2 separate regions of the Gossypium hirsutum genome follow, and region 1 is linked to region 2. A link is a contact called in public Hi-C data. All regions are on one chromosome and are shown on one strand. Each heading gives the region's core, a stretch centred on a gene start, on an enhancer-like site or on the middle of the called end of the contact. The rest is flanking DNA. Distances are from core to core; before and after follow the strand shown.

Region 1 (7,149 bases), core at 112-2,611, 240 kb before region 2:
AAATCTCAAGTTGAATTTGAGATGCTTAACCTAGTACTTCTCCTATACTAAAATCTAGTATGAGCTACAAAACTAGGTTGGGTAAACAACTACAAGCAGAAACATAAAGTCAAGACTTCAGAACTATAGCAATATAAGAAACATTACACACTCATACTAATCAAACTCCAAGGAGATTTTACAACTGTATTGTGGTAAACTTATCGTGTTCTGCAAAGATGAACATTATATGAAAGGAAACATCAATAAAAGACAAGCCAAGGCAAGGATGCAATCACTGGTATATTTTTATCATCGTTAGCATTTTTGAATAAGTTTAAAAATCTATGTCTTTTATCATTTCCATTCTCTCATTTCTGTGTCTAACTAGCATGAAAAACTTCCAAACTCCACTAGTAGATTTATTCCCATAACAGTAAGATGCAAAACAAAATAAGCCATAAATTCCACTGAAAAAGAAGAAAAAAACAAACAAAAACAAGAACAGGCCATCATTTAAGACCCTAAAAGGCTTAACACAACAATGGCATCAACAAAACTAAAAACTCATTCGAAATCATGCATTACAAGAATACCAAACCTAAACTAACTTGACTACCAGAAAGGTTCAGATGCAATTAAAGGGACAGAGTAATAAATAAAATATATTTATGAAAGGAAAAAGGAAGCCAAAAACAGCAGAACATGAAGGATTCACATAGCTTCATTCTCCATCATATTTGGTTCACTTAAAATTTTGCACCCCCTTTTTCTTTTCTGTAATTTCACCTGAAAGGAACCTCAAAATTCAGGAACTTCCAAACTAAAATTGCAATTTTACCTGACAAAGGTTAACGTCTGATGCCCAAGTAACCCTTTTTGATTTGTGCACTCCTCGCATATTTACAGATCGTAAAAAAATACAATATATTGTGTTAAGAAAGAGTCGCTAAAAAAATGATCCTTTTCCAGCTTCGATTCTCGGTAAAATGTTAAAAGTCCAATTCCCAAAAGCACCGATTTTAGGGTTGGGTCGATTAAAACCCAAACTCCAACACCACTGTCCCAAGAAAGATAAGAAAAGAAAATGAGACCCAGCAGTTAAATCAACTTACCTCTTTCGAAAACCCTAATTGTAAGAAAATAAAGAAGGAATCGATTGAAAAGCCCTACATATCTATTTCTAATTATCTAATATCTGGAAAGAGAGAGATTCAAGGCAACCCTAGAACGGTTTTTCCTTTTTGTCCTTTCCCCGTTTTTCTATCTGATTTATTTTCCGCGTTTCTCTGTTAAATATATTTCTCTTTTTTTTTTAGGAAAAAATAAATCTCTCTCTCTTTCTTTCTGGGCTTCTGTTCTGTGCTATGGATGACGAACGCAATCTATAGAACGCGTGGAAGTGGAAGGATGATTTGGATTGCTCGTGTTGTATTTACACGCGCTGTAAATGCAAGTGCGATTAAAACGAATTGGACTTTTGAGCTGAAATGTTCATATTCTGACTCAGTTTCATTTGGGTAAATTCCACAAATACTCCTTAAATTAAGCTTAAGTTTATGTTTATCAAAACTTATATTATGCTCGTTAACCCTTTGATGAAATAAGACTCAAAGATTGATAACTAATTTGATCTCTTAATTAAAATTAAAAGATCAATTTGATATTTTAAAAAATTAATGATAATTTTAAAAAATCTAAATATGTCAAAAAATTATTTAAAAAATCTAAAAATCATAATTTATTTTATAAAATTATAAAAAAATATTTTTATAAATTTGTAAATATGAATTCTTTAAAAAATTTAAAAAAAATTCTAAACAATTCAAATCAAATTTGATAAGTATGGATTAATTTGAAGTTGGATAATAAAGTGATGGACTAGATGGGAAAATAGTCTAAGCTTGTAAATTAGTCATGGTCATAAAGAGGTAAAATGTTGAAGGACCTCGAAGAATAATAAACCATGAGATGTTATATTGTGAATTTATTAATTGGAATGAGAGCTATTAGATCAATTTCATGTGTTTTAATCTGGACCTTACTAATGGCAAAATGGGAAAAAGCACTGAGAAAATGTGTAGGGACCAATATTAGCCACTCGATCAAAGTTTCCATGTTTAATTAGGAGCCATTGGATCAAAGTTGAAAGTAAAGAGTGAAAGGAACCATTGGATCATGGTCAATTGATGGGAAAATAAATCCTAACCTTTGGATTTGATATGAGAATTGTTGGGAATTTCATGGAAGAGATGAGAATCGTATTCAAGGGATTGCAGATTGACGAAATTTATTATTAAATTAATTACTAAAAATAATTATTAATATAATCAATTTACAAGTTAGTAATGTGAATCCAAAATTAAAATGTGAATCCAAAATTAAAATATGAATTAAAGTAATTAAATTAATTAAACTAAAATAACCTAATTAAATTAAGTAGTTTAAAATAGCTTAATGGAATCTCCTATTCCTAGTGTCGACGATTTGAGTTCCCAGTCTATTTTCGATTAAATAACCAATTATCAATTAAGTCGCTAATTACCCTCGGTTGAGTTGTTTACCATCCGTAGGTAAGAATACCCTCTCAGTCTCATCTTTACTAAGGATTACCACCTAAGTCACCCTTTTGGTCTCTTCCTAGGCTTACATATACTCTCTTGATCTCACCGCTTAGCACAAGTATACTCGACAGGATACCCTCTCGGTCTCACCTGTCTAGATATTCTATTAGGGGTGTCACTCCCTAATATACTAAGTACTATTGAATAAACACTCAATTTTAGATAAATAATTACGTAATTAATAAATCAAATTCATAACTAAAACATGCTAGATATGAAATAAGCACAAGATTTATTCTAATATTCATACAAACGTTAATTGGTCAGAGAAACAAAATATAAATAGATAAATTTCTCATTGATAATTAATTGAGGTGCGGTGTCGGAGCAATCCCCGCTCGCAACCGTCTTCAGATCGGAACAGGAAGAATTACGACTAAGCAAACATAAATAAAAATACAAAGAAAAAATAAAAACTATTTAATTGTCTAGCTATCAACAACCAACCCTCCTAATGAGATTATAATAGTGTATACATAAGCAAAATCTAGGGCAACATTAAGGCAATTTATTCCTAAAATACCTCTAGTTTAATAAAGAAAATACAGGTTTAATAAATAATAAACAAAATATATATAGTTTTAAAATTTTGATCACGTGGCTACTGATGTCAGCAATTTGTCATGATGATGCCATGACATGAACCCTATTTTTAGCCTTTGATGCTTCTAAGTTCAATGTTGCGACGTCGAATGTTGATGTCGTGACATGACCATTATTCCTTGCATACTTAAGCCCAAATTGCTGCCCTACATACTCAAATAACCCATTAGTCATACCCGAGGCTCGAGTTCGCCTTACGAGTCATCAAAACACTAAAAACTGGGTAAAACACTTATTTTACCAAAACTAAACCTAAGCAAATAAAAACTGAAAATGAAATAAAAGCATATAAAAACACTAGAAAACAAGCTGGTTAAGTGCCAGAAAAGCCTTAATTTGCCACAACGAATTGTGGCAGATCAAACTCCTCCACACTTAAGTCGCTGCTTGCCTTCAAGCATCAAAAGAAAATAAAAAAAATATATAGCTAAACAATATACTTGAGTTAGCTTCATACACGAGATTAGATTAGAGCATCGACACTAGGAGGATTTGTCTAAATATACAACTCTAGCTAGAAATTTAAACAATTCAAAGTTATTTACACCTAAACAGGTTAGTTCAATAAATTATAAAGTAAACAAGTTAAAGAAAATTAAATATATGTTTCCATCAAAATGTATATACGAATATAGCATTTATTTTTGCTGGGTACAGTTAGTTCGAATGTTTTCTTTCTACTAGGTTTATTTTTATTCATGCTTTGAACTCTAATGCAATAATATTTCTCTAATAATCTCTTATGATGATTTTTTGATTTATTATTATTTGTGCATGCCAATATGATCAAGATTTTTCTTGGGTACTTTTTATAAAGGTTATACTAGTCATACTGCACCATTTCAATAACCATGGATTTTATCGAGCATTTTATTTAATTTGGACATCCTATACTTCTACAAATATAATTACCTATTTGCATCCACCTTTATCACTTGGTATATTTAATCTCTTTTTCCTATTTACAGTATAATAAACTAATCTAATTAGACTAAATATAAACAACCTAAATTATTTAATTTCAGGCTAAATTTAGAATCTAAGCAAACAATTTAGGTATATGTTCCTAACCAATCACTTGTATTTCTACAAGCTCAAGCACACTCATAACACACAAAATAAAATTTTTAAAAATGATTAAAAAAAATAATAGAAAAACTTAAAATTTTAAAATTTTCCTATGTCACCCGCCACACTTTATTCATTACATTGTCTCTGATGTGCAATAAAAATATAAAGGAAAGAGGTTACCTGATTAGTGTTAAAAGTCCATCGCAAATGGTGAGATTGGCTCTTCCTCACAGTTTTGGCTCGAAATTATAGTGCCTCGTAACTTGTGGGATTCTTACACAGAAAAAGAAAACACACAAAGAAAAAATATATATTTAATAATAATTTTTTTATGTTTCTAGAGAAATTAAAATAAAAAAATAATAGAATAAACTCCCTCATAAATTGGTGAAGATGTCGTCGAACTCATCCGTGTTGTCATCGTGCTCGTCCGAGATTACTCTCGTCGCATCCCCTCTCAATGTGGATGGTCCGACTAACGTAGGTTGGGAGATACTAGAAGGTGGAATGGGTGGTGTTGCTCCTATCAGGAGTGTAACACCCCTTACCCGTATCCAACACCAGAATAGGGTACGAGGCATTACCAAAACACATACACTTGTAAACGTATTTAACCGAGTTATAAAATTTCATCAAAATTAAAACTTTCAAAATAATTAACATGTTTCTATAACTTTTCCCAATATATCCTCAAAATATTATAATCATAATAATTAGGGCCTGCGAGACCCGATACATACTCATGCAATTTAATGCTTCATTTCCATTTCATTCAATTCGCAATTTCTCATGCTCATAATTTAAATCATATCACTAGCAATTTCCATTTAATTCACGTGCAATTCAATGACATCAAATTCAAAACTAATACGTATTTACCATTTAACTCAATGTTTATTGATTATACCATTCAATAACACATTTATGAAATTCTCAATTTAGCAATGAAAATATCACTTTAGTTTGAATAACAACATCGTCCTGATATAAATACACTACCACTTATCCATTTACTTTAATTCTTTTGGGCCCATTTGTCACTTACCATCCTTAATCAAATTAGGGAACGGTCACGGAAAATTGAGTACTTCACTTTCACTTTGCCATAGTATAACTATGGTCTTACGTATGATCACTTATCACTTGTCCCTGATCAGATAAGTGTAGCCACCTATCACTTTGTTTCTTGATCAGATAAGTGTAGCCACTTATCACTTTGTTTCTTGATCAGATAAGTGTAGCCACCTATCACTTTGTTTCTTGATCAGATAAGTGTAGCCACTTATCACTTTGTTTCTTGATCAGATAAGTGTAGCCACTTATCACTTTGTCTCTTGATCAGATAAGTGTAGCTAAAGCTATCACTTATCACTTTTCACTTGTCACTTGATCAGATAAGTGTAGCCGAAGCTATCACTTATCACTTTGTCACTTGATCAGATAAGTATAGCCGAAGCTATTACTTATCACTTTCCACTTGTCACTTGATCAGATAAGTGTAGCTAAAGCTACCACTTATCACTTTGTCACTTGATCAGATAAGTATAGCCGAAGCTATTACTTATCACTTTCCACTTGTCACTTGATCAGATAAGTATAGCCGAAGCTATTACTTATCACTTTCCACTTGTCACTTGATCAGATAAGTGTAGCTAAAGCTACCACTTATCACTTTGTCACTTGATCAGAAGTACTCAAATCCGGCGTTCCGCTCAATTTGATCATTTATTCATATATCAGGCTTACCAACATGTGTTAATTCATAAACCATTCATGGTATTATTTCATGCCAAATCATATACTGAATATACCATACACACATACTATGAACTTTATTTTCACACATGAGCTTAAACCATGACCAATAATGCACAAAAATAAGCATCATTCATATTTCATCGTTTATGAGTTATAATCAAACATATGACCATTTATACACGAATCATTCATATATTTCCCAATTTTCCTCCTCCTCCTCTCCATTCCACATCCTTAATGTGTATAACACACTTAAACAACATTAACCATAATTTCAATATTCACTAACATGTATATTCAAAGCTGTTTATCCGAGTCAGAGTCACTAAATTATTTTTATCCGGAGCTACAGAGCTCCAAATTAAGATCCGTTAATTTTCCCTGAAACTAGACTCACATATCTTCATACCATAAAATTTTCATAATTTTTGGTTCAGTCAAATAGTACAGTTTATTCTTTAAAATTTCCCCTGTTTCGCTGTCTGACAGTTCCGACCACTCTTCACTAAAAATTAGTTATCTCATTGTACAGAATTCGGATGATGTTTTAGCTTGTTTCTTCTAAAAATAGACTCATTAAGGATTCTAACCATATAAACTATAACTCATAATCATTTTTGTACAATTTTTAATGATTTTCCAAAGTCAGAACAGGGGAACCCGAATTCATTCTGACCTTGTCTCACAAAATCTATTATATCTCATGATTTACAATTCCATTGCTCCCATCATTTCTTTTATAAGAAACTAGACTCAATAAGCTTTAGTTTCATATTTTATTCATCCTCTAATTCAATCTCTACAATTTTTGGTGATTTTTCAAAGTTACACTACTGCTGCTGTCTAAAACTGCTTTAGTGCAAAATGTTGATTTCCATTTTGCCCCAAATTTCACAGTTTATACAATTCGGTCCTTTCTCAATTAACCCCTCAATTAATCTAATTTTCTCAATTAGTACTTTACTAGACATTATAAGTTGTTACACAACTATTGAAATTCAGAATTTCCACATATAACTCTATCTTCAAACTCTTTTACTATTAGGTCCCAAACATTCACTTTCTATTCAATTCTTTCAATAAAATCAGCATATGAACAATTTAAAGCTCTAAT
Region 2 (6,785 bases), core at 3,991-6,490:
CTGAATTAGTTTCTTTATTATAAATGAGATCAGTGAAAGTATTGTGGCTATGCATCTCTTGGGAAACTGATTGGCATTGAAGATGACATCAAGATCGTTGTATTATTGGCACAAAGGCAATACTTTAAAGGGTGGTGGTTAAGATCCAAAATTTTATTCTTGGATTCCCACAGTTTAGACATTACTTGTCTTTTCTTTTTCCTTTTTATTTTGATGTGTACAGCTTAGAATTCTTTTAGTGATGACAAGCATACAGAGATCATCTATCTGGAAATACTTCAACGTTATCCTGATTTTTTAACTGAGCATCAATTGCTAACTTCAATTTCTTTCTTCAATTCATTGTTGAAGCAATGATGTTTACATGCATGAAATAAATCCAAGGGGCAATAACTACATTTTTTGTAGTGGGGACGGGTTGAACTGCATGCAATCAGTACACATGAAATATTGTTTTCATCATTCCATGATAAAAGCCTTTAAGCTATTTCCTATATGACATTTACATTGAAATTATTAGATGAGTTGCTTGCCCGTTGGTTTTGGTTTAGATGGTATTGAAGTTGTAGGACACATATTAATATTGTATATCACATCTGCTGGGTAAGTTAGAGGAATGCACTATGGAATACTAGGTGGCCATTTCATTTTATATACTTCTTTATGCTGAATGTCAATGGAATATATTTGTCATTTCTCGGTTACTAGTTCATTGCTAACACCTCATTTTGGAATTCCAGATTTGTAAAATGTTGCGGCTGGCCAGTGGCCGATGCGAGGTATGAGCTCTTTTGCCTCTTAAACCTGCTAAATTCTTAGTGGAAACTATTGTGCGACCGCAGGTTGGGTTATATTATTGCAAAACTCAAATTAATATAGCTGGACCTCAAATATATTTGTGCGTGTGTGTGTTTTTAAACATTGACTTCATAAGCAATAGAACAAACTAGATGCAACTGCTTTAGCATGATGGTTTTGGTCCCCATCAAACATTAAGGTAGAGATCTTCACTGGTACTCTATGGAACTTTGGTTGCTTCTGAAGATTTATCCCCTTATCTCCAGGTTAATGGAGCTATGGTAGGTTTGTGCTGTGATCTTGCATTTTGCTTACAGTTGACACCTGAATGATTTTAGGGTCATTCAGTTACAAATTAATCTGTTTACCTGAAAATTTGCTTTGCCTTGTATACATATACATTGTACAAAGGAGGCGACAGCCTACAGATGGGGAAGTGATACAGATTTGAAGGCCAAATGAGTTGGAAGGTTTCTTTTTAATGATGATTATCTGAATTTGGGTTAAAATTTTTTATCATTTGTTGTTTGTATAAAACTTAATGCTTGTGAAAGTTCACCCATAAGGAAGAGGGGATGTTTGAAGCCATATTTGGAAAGTGTTGGGTGTCTTCGTTATTTTCTGGGGGAAATGTGTTGCTCACATGGAGGTTAAGCTTCGAGGAATGCCTTATGCTAAAAATTGGATAAAAGATTGCTCTTCTCTCCTTAAAAAATAAATCCATATATCCATAAACATTCCCTAACTCTTAAATAAGAGAAGAAATGTGTTTTAATGCATTTGAATTTTCTTTTCGGATTTTACTTTTAATATTTAATAAATGGCTTGTACTTTTCTTGTTGTTTTAAGTTAATAAATTCAATGAAGAAAAAAGGCTGAATCATCATGTATTCGTGACCTGTTTGTCTGGCTGGGCCAACAAACTGTCAGTTCAACTTTTTTATTTAATGCGAATATGAAAAGAACAAAAAATGCCATCTATGTTTTTTACTTTAGGGAGCAATTAATAAGAAATGAAGGGTTTGTGATGTAAATGAAAATTCTACTTTAAATTCAGTGATTTGCAATGTAAATTACCCAAGGATGTAACTATTGAATATGATTCTCCTTCATTACTTAGTAAGTTATAATTTTCAATCGATATTTGGTTTGGATAATGCTTGATTAGCAATAAAATTATTTATTTTAAATTACTTAGAATATTATCTATATAATGTTAGATTATTGTGTTTGATTCAAGTGTTTTGAATGCAAGATTTTGTTATTTAGTCTATACAATAAAATATAATCTTGAAAATATTGTTTACTAAATCATCCTTCCTATTTTTTTTCTAGTGTTCAGATAGTAAGCTAACAAATTTTAGGTTTTACTTATGTGTAAAATTTGATTAATATCAACTGTATCAATTGATTTCACATGTAGGTGGGTGAAACAATTTTTTTTCCATTTATTTTGGATTTGTTGAATAATAGATTGTTATATGTTGATTGTTGAAGGATTTTTATTGTTTAATGTATAGAATAATATTTTTTTTTCTAGTTTATTTTGAATTCATTTAGACTTTATTTGATTGAGTAGAAAGAAAATTAAAAAGATGAAAATTTGAAGGGATAGAAAAATAGAAAGATGAGAAATATAAAGTTTCTTTCTATAGGTGCGCTTGGTAGGGAAGATGAAAAAATAGAAAGAAATGGTAGAGTTGAAAAATGAAAGGAAATAATATAGAGCATAGAGATGTTCATGGGCCGGGTTCGGGTCGGGCCCATAAAAAATTTCGGCCTGAGCCCTAGGCCCAGGCCCGGCCCGGCCCAAAATATGGGTTTGAAATTTTGTCCAGGCCCTGCCCGGGGGAAAATTCCTTAGCCCGGCCCCGGCCCATTTTTAAATAAACACCAAAAAAAATTTTAGAAAATTAAAAAAAGTATTTTAAAAATATTTTAAAAATAAAAAAGTATTTTAAAATATTTTTAAAAATAAAAAAAATATATTTATTATATTTGGGCCGGGTCAGGCCGGGCTCGGGCCAAAAAAGTGATGCCCGAGGCCAAACCCGTTTTCTAACGTGCCTCATTTTTTTGCTCAAGTCCATATTTCGGGCCTATATTTTTACCCAAATCCTCCCATATTTCGGGCGGGCCGACGGGCCAGGCCGGGCCGCCTGGCCCATGAACACCTCTAATAGAGCACTTGAAAAATGCATAATTTTGAGCTAACGCATACATTTCTCTTTCATTTTCTTTCCTCTCATCATTCTAATTTGGAAGTATTGATTTTTTTTTACATTAGGATGAAAAATGATAATTTCTCTTATTTTCTTTCCTCTCACTTTTCTTCTTTACCAAGCATAAATTTATTTTCTTTCTCTCAACCAAATAGGCCCTTACGTTTTGCTTGATAGAGTGGGAGGAAAATTAGAAGGATGAAAAATTGAAAAAATATAAAACTAGAAGGATGAAAAACATTATTTTTCTTTCCATGGGTGTGTTTGGTAGGAGAGATGAAAAAAATGGTTGTTCTTGTCATCCATTGCTTGGTAGAAGTGAAAATTGGAAGGAAAGAAAATAAAACATTAGAAAAATATATAATTTTGAATTGACAAACACATATCTCTCATTTTCTTCTCTCATCATTCCAATTTGACAAGATTGATTTTTATATATTAGGATAAAAATGATTACTTCTCCTATTCTTTTCTTTCACTTTTTTTTTCAACCAAATACACTCAAAATTTATTTTCTTTTCACTTTTGCTTTCCTTTCTCTCATCCGTCCACTTTTCCACCCAAACAAGCATACTCTTAGTGATGAATTGTATTTGTGAATTTTATTAAAGATGATTTCTATATATTTGAAGAATATTTTATATTTGAAATTTATTTAATCTCATTTTTCTATATTTGTAAATAACTTTCTACACATATCAAATTTTTTGAAAAAGTAGTGATAAATTTTAAAGGGTACACCAAAACAGATTAGTACTAATAGAAAAAAGATATGTTTAGTACAATACTGACTACCTCAATTTCAATGCAAAAAAAATGCAATCTCCTATCATGCCATCCTTTTCTATATTTTAACTAGAAGTGTTCATGAGTCGGCTTGGCTAAGTTCGAGTCAAGTCCATGTATGGTATTAATATCATGTTATAGTTGTCTAGGTTAACCCGACCTAAAAAAAAAATAAGTCTCAAATTTTGCTCAAGCTTGTCATATTTATAAATGGTTAACTCAAGTCTGTTTAGAACTACTCATATTATATTTTAATTTATTTTAAAAATATATCATGTTTTAAATATTTATAGGAAAATTATTTGATACATTTAGTGTCTGCTTGGTTGGATGAAAAAGAAAAAGGATGGGAGGAGGGAGTGGAAAAGTGAAAAGAAAAAAAAAATTAAGTGTGCTTGGTAGAGAAGAAAGGTGAGAAGAAAGAAAATATAAGAGATTGTCATTTTCCATCCAGATGTATAAAAGCCAATTTTTTTCAAATTGGAATGACGAGAGAAGTGAAAATAAGAGAGACATGCATGTTAATTCAAAATTATACATTTTTCAGATGTTTTATTTTTATTTTTTTATTTTTCAACTCTACCTGTGGAAATATTTTTTTTCCAATTTTCTATTTTCCTATTAAACCAGTCCAAGGATTTGAGTAGAGTAGGCTCAACCCAACTTGGGCTAGACTTGGATAGATATTTTAGCATGTCAAGTTGAGCAACCCAATTTAAATAAAAAAAAATACTTTTTTATATTTTATGAATGTTTGAATAGTAAGACCGGTTTTTGGATTAGGTTGGCTTAAAAAATAGGCTTGGGCATGAAATCTTTTTGGGGATCAGCCCTACTCAACCTATATATACCTCTATTTTCCTACTTAGCACAATTATGGAAATAAAAAAAATATTTTCCATCTTTCTTTTTTTTATCCTTTCAAGTTTTCATATTTTCAATTTTTTTCTACCCTATTGAGCAAAGCTTTAATAGAGTTTTTAGACTCTATAAGTTGAATTCAAAGAATGACATTCATCTTATTTAGGGCGAAGTAAAAGAATAAAAAAAAGTTTAAGTATTAAAAATAGAACTTGTGACAATATTTGAAGCTTATATGTGGAGTTAAAATATTTCATTTGTAATGTATCAAATATTAACTCATATTTATATATATATATACACGTATACATACATTTCTTTTATTATTATATTATACATATTTTTTTTATTAAAAAATTAAATATAAGCAATGTTTTTTTTAACATTTACATTATATTATAACATTTTTTTAATTTTTATAATATAAATTACATGCTAGGTAAAAAAAATGTATGTATTATAAATTAAAAAACAAGTTGGGGTCCTATGGCTTAAATTAAAAAATTTGGGGCTGCTCTTGAAACGTGGGATGTTATAGGGTCCATAACAAGTGTAATCACGTCACGTGATATGAGGTTGCAGTAGCCGTTTCATTTGTCCCCGGGAAATCGCTGCGCGCTTTTGAAAAAGTCGGGCAATAATAGCCTCTCGACTTTCATGATTAAAACAAGCGAAGACCTCCAAATTCGTTCTCACTTTTCTCAATGGAAATATCATTACTTTCATCAACACAGAAATACGCTGCCTCAGCTCTCTTCGCTGTGGCTCTTCACCATTCTCAGCTTCATCAAACACGCCCAACCACTCGTCTCCTTTCTCTTGAAGAAGAGCCTATTGGTGAAGGGGCTAGCAACAGCAGCACCATTTCCGTCTCTGATTTCCCCCACCTTTGGATCCATGACAACTCCGGTTTACTTTTGCCTGTCTTCAGGTTTACTTTACATGTTTAATATTAGTCCCCTCCTTTCGCTTTCTCTATCTAATTTATTTCCAACAAATTTTCTACGGATTAGGTTTATGGAAGTGGAGGATCAAGCTTGGGAGGGGCTCAAAGAAACTGCCGGAGTATCTACTCAAGCAAGGCATCACGTTGGATCAGTATGCCCCCACCCCCTTTTATCTTCATATCCAAATATTCGGATTATGGAACATTTTGATTCTTTTTTTTTTTATTGAGAACGGTTTTGATTTTGGCACAGTTCATGACCTTACTGTCAGAGACAAATGATGAGGTTTCTTCAGGAATCCGAGAAAAGGAACTTGCTTTACTTAAGGCTGTGGATGCTACAATGCTTAGCATGGAAAGCTCTCTCGTTCTTTCTGAGGATAGCGATAAGAGTTGTGACTATGAAACTCATTGCCGCCAGAGGTGCGCTTATCCAGACACAACTACAGCTACGGATCCTAATGGAAGAATCCCAAGGACTACTCCCAATATATCCAATAATGAAGATGTGGATGGATCAGGATTTAGATTTTTCGAGAAACCAATTGAAGAGGGAAAATTGCTTTCAGAGGAGAGGAAATTAACGGTTCTTTATGAGCTTCTTTCATCTTGTGTAGCCGATTATGTGACTGATGGCGGATCAAAGGGCTATGATGCTCGGCACCGAGTGGCTCTTCGTTTGCTAGCTACTTGGCTCAATGTCAAATGGACAAAAATGGTTTGTGTGCTTAAACTACTCATTATTTGATGCAAAAATCCTTTTGCTTTGTAGGTATGAATTGTTAATGGAATTTGGTTTTTAACAATACAAATCCTGTTAGCAGTAATTTACTACATTTGACCCTTTCTATCATTTTTAAGGAAATTCCATTTTCTAGGAGGCTATGGAGATAATTGTTGCTTGCAATCTCATTGTTCGGCTGAAGAACGAAGATGCAGAGCAATTTGGAAAGAGTAAGAACGATAAATGGAAACAGGCAGGCATTATTGGTGCTTCTGCTTTAACAGGAGGATCCTTGGTGGCCCTTACTGGTGGTATGGAATCCCTCAGTTTGTACATACAGATATATTTTTTCCTCAAGGATCCAACCCCCCCGCCCCCATTTTTTAGGGCATAAGCGAAGTTATAAAGTCACCATTGAATAATTTCATAATAGGTGATGTGGTTAGGT

Evidence for each region. A called contact is a pair of places that touch in the nucleus more often than the background predicts.
Region 1: a Hi-C map of leaf shows a contact between it and region 2, with 1.8 times the contacts expected there. The contact joins the promoter of LOC107910713 here to the promoter of LOC107910720 in region 2. A contact is called at or near these places in 4 of 34 Hi-C or Micro-C datasets (leaf and seedling).

The regions. Positions count from the first base shown.
Region 1 is chrD02:22,648,612-22,655,760 of Gossypium_hirsutum_v2.1, reverse strand. It overlaps LOC107910713 (zinc finger CCCH domain-containing protein 6), which reads right to left and starts at 1,361. Exons shown (of 4, transcript XM_016838678.2): 1 at 821-1,361. The coding sequence starts at 880.
Region 2 is chrD02:22,409,274-22,416,058 of Gossypium_hirsutum_v2.1, reverse strand. It overlaps LOC107910720 (transmembrane and coiled-coil domain-containing protein 4), which reads left to right and starts at 5,240. Exons shown (of 14, transcript XM_016838689.2): 1 at 5,240-5,598; 2 at 5,681-5,765; 3 at 5,867-6,331; 4 at 6,492-6,648. The coding sequence starts at 5,372. LOC107910719 (lysine-specific histone demethylase 1 homolog 3) reads left to right here. Exons shown (of 9, transcript XM_016838687.2): 9 at 1-325.